Regions from separate parts of the Xenopus laevis genome. Here region 2 is linked to region 1. Evidence: chromatin contacts called from public Hi-C data. All regions are on one chromosome and are shown on one strand. The core of a region is the stretch at or near the end of the contact, and the rest is flanking DNA. Distances in the headings are between cores, read along the strand shown.

Region 1 (2,732 bases), core at 231-2,730:
TTCCTTTTTTTTTTTAATCTGCTGGGTTTTAAACTTGTTTTGTACAACATTTTGTCCCCTCTAAATTTAGGTTCCGAAGTGGTCTAGAGGAAGAAATTTGTACTTTGCTTTCCAGATTTTGTATCTCTTAAAACAAACTCCTGTATTTGTATAATAACATTGTGAAAAAAGGTAAATAAATCAAATAAATATATAGAACCCGGTTGTGTGTGCACCCATATGTTTAACGCTTAGGAATGCTTTCACTGACATCAAGGGACGTGTTAACTCTTTACAGCCCTTTAGAAGGATGTCTGCATTAGCCACGGTCAAATAAACAATTATTCAGTCCAATAATTTGATAGGATTGTAGATCAATTTATTGTAAACCATTTTTTAACATATAAATGTGTGGCCTAGAAATTCCCCCAAAAGCAAACATTGAGCAGATTATAAAAGTAATAATAATAATTGTACAGGGCAATCCTGAGGCCTATGTATTTTACACATCCTTTAATTCAATTTACTTTTTGGCATAAATTTAGCACACATAAGGGCAAAGTGACTAACGCTAGCGAAAATTCACCAGCATGATGTCATTTCGTTACTTCGCTGATTTACTAACGGTCGCTGGCATAACTTTGCTATCGAAAGAGAGACTCAAGCGGTACTTCGCTCCCTTATGCCTGGCGAAGTTGAGCTCTGGTGAATGGACGTAACTACGAAAATTCACTAAGATGCGGATTTTACTGAACGTTACCTCTTGCGCCAGACTTGCCTTCGCCACCTTAGACCAGGCTAAGTGCAAAATAGTAGATCGGACTTCCTCAAAAAATAGTTGAAAAGTCCCAAAAAACGCTGGCGACTTTTCATTATTCAGGGTGATAGGCTGCAAAAGATCGTAAATTACTTCTGGGGTACTCGGCTTCCCCCCTACATTTCCTTACATATGGCACATAAACTATACACTGGGATCATGTGTAGGGCAATACAACAACTCTATTTTATTAAGGTTTCCCAGGCTTGTGTAGTGTAATGTATTGGCTGCAACATATACGTCTATTGAACTTTAACTTCCCGCCGTATGCAAATTAGGCAACGCTAGCGCAACCTTGCTTTGCTTGCCACAGTAACGCTAGAGCTACTTCGCCATCGTTCAACGCCCTGGACACAACTTAGGATTTTAGGGAATTAGCATTATCCTGGTGAATCTACGCCTGGCAAAGTGTTGCGATGTGAGCGAAGCCATCGCTGGCGAATTTTCGGAGGATAGTAAATTTGCCCCAAAGGTAGCTGGTGTTAGGTACAGGATTGACTTGTACCTTAGCATTCTGCATGATGCAGCTTACACCTGAGTACAATGGGAATACTGGCACAACATTATGGCATTAAATACTATATATTTTAGCACCAAGTGCTGTGAAACATAGAATGCAAAGGGAAATTATGGCAAGTAAGAGAGCAGCCTGTAATACTGGAACTACTTCACTAGATGGGATTAGAAGACCTTCCTTCATTATAATTGTCAGTAGCATTCTACAGCATAATCCATAGGCCTCACCTCCACAATGGTCTTGAATTATTATGAGAAACTTCCTATTCAATAACAAACATACGTACCAACTATTTGTTTGCCTATTAATAACACTGGTCCCAATCATATTTTCTTACTGGCCAAGTGACACTGAATTGATAGTTTTCAGGCATAAGAAATAGGTATTACAACTTGTATTAATACATTCTGCAGAAAAACAGTCGTGCTACTTAAAAATATTTTCTCATGTTAAACTCCACTACTTTAACTCTACTGAACTGAATAGGATAGAGTAAAAATGTATTTTCAGGATAGACTTGAAGCTGACACCTGACATTTATTTATTAAAGAATGCTCCTTCTCTCTGCCATCACTTTCTTCACTCTTATCCTCTCTCTAGATATTGACATGCTTAATCTGTTAAATTATCGGTTCCCGAACTAAGGGGACGATCTTACAAGATGGGATCTGATTTACAGGCGGGAGGCCTTACCATTATGTCTCAGTGGATGAATGTTCACTAGGTACCAAGTGGTCCTGCCTTCCCACCACTGCACCTGCAGGGAGGTCATATGCTGCACAGGGTGTTTGGGACCTTCAAGTGCAGTTTAGGTGTGGGAAATTGAAGAATCTTATGGAGCCTTCTATCTCACTAGGTTCCTCTGCAGATCTTCTTTCCCTGTAGTTACTGTATGTCAAAGAATTGCTGTGCTATGTAGTGTCTCAGTAGTCCAGACTGAAGCCCAGTAGGGATGTGATGTGATCTCTTATTAACTCAATAAACTGTAATAGATGGAGCACAAAAAGAGGCTTAAAGTCAAGTAGTCTAGAATCTATTGGGTTATGGCCACCCTTTACTTTACTTTAAACATCTCTTCTGTTATTCAGCATTTATACTTTCCACTGTCCTTTTCATCTTCTTCCTATAAAATAAAAAAGCCCTTTAAACTGATGTGATTTTTTTACTGTAGTGTAAACTCCAGCTCTCCAGATGACATGAAACCATCGAGATATTATATATATATGAGCATTCTGATCTCCAAAATACTGCAAAATTCTATTCTTTTATATACAATCCTTTCTACAGTTCTAGGGTTTTTTTTTTTAATAAAATAGACAGACATCTGACATACTGGTAGTATTTTCATTTGAAAGTTTAATAAACATTTTTATTACATTTCTGATTATTATGTCAAAATGTAAATTACAAAAAAAAGAA
Region 2 (2,996 bases), core at 124-2,623, 76 kb before region 1:
TAGCAATTTGTCTATTCTGGCCTTAAATGTCCAGACTGGGTCACCCTGTAATTTTTTGTATATCAAAACATCTGACAATTGTGACAATATTTCCATTCGGTAGTCACAATAATTAAGCAAGACTATGCCTCCCCCCTTATCAGCAGGGCGTATTACCAAGGATTTGTCACTACGTAATGTGTCAATTGCTTCCAATTCACCTTTAGATAAATTCTGATGGGGTCTGTCCTGTTTAGTACACAATGTATCAACCTCCCTGTCTATCGCTTTTTTAAACAATTTAATGGCTACATTTTGTGTAGGGGGGCAGAAGTTACTTTTAAGTTTCAATTGATCATCAAACCCCTGATTATCTACATTAGTTGTACCAAAGTGTTCCCTTAAGTTTAATTTGCGAATAAAACGAAAAAAGTCAACATCCCATTTGAATCTTTCAAATCTGGTAGTGGGAACAAAAGTCAAACCTTTACGTAGGACTGCAGATTCGGCTTCAGTCAAAGAGTGGGCCGATAGGTTGAATACAGGGGTGTTCATTGTTTCCGTGACCTTCCCCTTCTTGCCCCTCCGAGTGGGGTATCTTTTCCTCGACCTCCTGTTGGGGGTAAAGGTGGTCTGGAATTGATCGGACCTCTGTCTAAAAAATCACCATGCGTGCCCTCCGGTCTATCTGCTGCATTCTCTTGTTGTGTATTACCAGGTCCAGCATTCTCATCTGGGTCCGAGTCTCCCGAGCTGGTGTCCACCGTTTGAAGTGTCTTCGGGCGTGGGCGGCGTTCTCTCCATTTACGTGTGTAGGGGAGATATGGTGGTGATTTTTCACCGCTGAGCCAACGGTACACTCTGTGATTAGTATAGTCGTCATTGACCTTTTTTAATTTATCCCTCTTAAACTGCAAAAGTTCCGATTTGTATTGCGCAACCTGCTTTTCACAGGCAGTGATAATGTCAAAGGAGGTATCCGCTTGAATCAAGGCTTGATTATCATTTTCAAAAGCTGTTAACTCTTTGCGTGCTTTTGTCAATTCATGTGAAACCTCTTCAATCACTAATACAATTAGATCTAGTGAGCAGCGGTTAAGGACGCCGGTCCATTTCTTGCAAAAATCCGGGTTCAAACGACCGACCGTCGGTGCATTGCGGATACGGAAGCCCCGCAGGATTTTCTTTGCCCGGTAATAGTCTGACAAGAAAAGGCCGTGTAGGTCAAGATCCACAACTCGCTGCTTAAGACGCGTAAGTTCCTTGCTGATGTCTTTGACCGTGATAGTAGAGGGGAGATCCCCTTGTGTGTTAGTCCATAATACTCGATCGGCATCCGCTTCAGACACATGCCATGTTTTCGCATAGTCAGCGTTCAAGCCTGCACGATCAGCGAAGTCCTCCATTTATAACAAGCAATGCGTGTATTACAGACAGTAGCGGTGCTGGGCGCAGTATTCCAACCAAATACGTGTATCCAATGCCGTCGGCGTCCGCACACGCTATACTTTGATATTCAACTCCGATGTTCAGCTTCCGGGTGCTGTGTCAATGTTGTGTCATAGAAGAAAGGCTGTAGCGGCACGCACTCCGGTTCAGTAAAATTCAACTTTTATTTATCTTATGTGATACATAATAAAAGCATCAACGTTTCGGTCCATGGTCTGGGACCTTTGTCAAGATGCATTAACTCATTTAAAAAACAGGCAATGAAAGTGGCAAATATAAAGGTTTAACAAATCCCGCCTTGTTGCTGACATCACACTCAATTATGTTAATAAGGGCTTAATTTTACAAAAAATGAACTCAGTGCAATAATGAGTAGAATAAATAGAAAATAGAATAAAAACATATTATCTTTTAGCCAAAAAGCAGCTGTATGTGCAATACTCATTCAGACCTTTGGGAGAGAGGGTATCTAACTTTTTATCCAAAAGGTTTCGCGTTGTAGGAGGAGACGAGATCTATCGCCACCCCTTCTGGGCATCGGAATATGGTCAATTGCGATAAATTTTAATGTTGGGACCCTATGGCCCATCTCTAGAAAATGTTTAGCCACTGGTTTAGTGTTTTTTTGATCTCTAAAGGCCGATTGATTGCTGATCTATGCGCATCGATGCGAAGTCGCAACATTAAATCCGTCTTGCCCACATATGAAAGCCCGCATGGGCAGGTAATGAGGTAAATCACATGCGTTGTAGTGCATGTTATATGATGCACATGCATATAACATCATTGCATTATATATATATATATATATATATATATATATATATATATATATATATATATATATATATATATATATATATATATATATATATACCAGCGATGTTGCTCATAGCAACCAATAAGATCTTTGCTTTTGGTTTCTAACTGTTGAAATCTAATTGCTGATTTGTTGCTCTGGGCAACATCACCAGTAATGCTTCACTCCACTTTTTACACAGAATGTTGTACATTTTGATGATTAGCCAAAGTAGTTATAGAGGCAGGCATTCTTTTTTTATCCTTTTGCCTGGTCTGTAAATAAAAGATGAAAGAAGTTAATAAACAGGCAATTGCCAAATATTTTTTTTTTGGTAAATATCCTGAAAATACTGTATAGTTTTCTAAAATAATTGTTTGTTTTATTCCTACAGATAACAACTTTATTAGTCCACAGCTACAGAAAATCTTTGAACGAGTCAGACAAAGTGCAGACTTTATGCCAGCCTGGCAAATGACTGTAAGTTTCCACATGCAATATAATTTTGACGTAGGAGAGGGAAAGGAATTAAAGATATACTGACATCAGAAATGAAAACGTTTGTCTTTGCATGGTATTTAAAATGTTGCCATAAAAGTATTTGCCTGATGCTTTTACATTACCTATCTGATTCCCCATGTTCCTCTGAGGAGGCCTCATATTTGTGCAGCAGTAGTCCATTAGCATTAGAAGCTCTGACAGGTTGAGAAGGGACATACTTAGCAGTTGTGGAGTGCTCAAAACCCTTTGTTATGCACCCAATTAGGGT

Evidence for each region. A called contact is a pair of places that touch in the nucleus more often than the background predicts.
Region 2: a Hi-C map of the XTC cell line shows a contact between it and region 1, with 2.7 times the contacts expected there. The contact joins two enhancer-like sites. A contact is called at or near these places in 2 of 4 Hi-C or Micro-C datasets (the XTC cell line and animal cap).

Annotation. Positions count from the first base shown.
Region 1 is chr8L:69,882,214-69,884,945 of Xenopus_laevis_v10.1, reverse strand. prx.L (neuroblast differentiation-associated protein AHNAK) reads right to left here. Exons shown (of 7, transcript XM_018230236.2): 7 at 2,644-2,732. LOC108698619 (numb-like protein) reads left to right here. Exons shown (of 10, transcript XM_018230238.2): 10 at 1-202. Among protein-coding and RNA genes, the nearest start is that of prx.L, 24 kb to the right of the region's middle. Within about 2 kb of position 1,480, at least 1 of the 7 cell types and tissues checked has an H3K27ac peak or open chromatin away from gene starts, as enhancers often do.
Region 2 is chr8L:69,957,953-69,960,948 of Xenopus_laevis_v10.1, reverse strand. It overlaps coq8b.L (acoenzyme Q8B L homeolog), which reads left to right. Exons shown (of 15, transcript NM_001093990.1): 7 at 2,622-2,707. Among protein-coding and RNA genes, the nearest start is that of coq8b.L, 11 kb to the left of the region's middle. Within about 2 kb of position 1,373, at least 1 of the 7 cell types and tissues checked has an H3K27ac peak or open chromatin away from gene starts, as enhancers often do.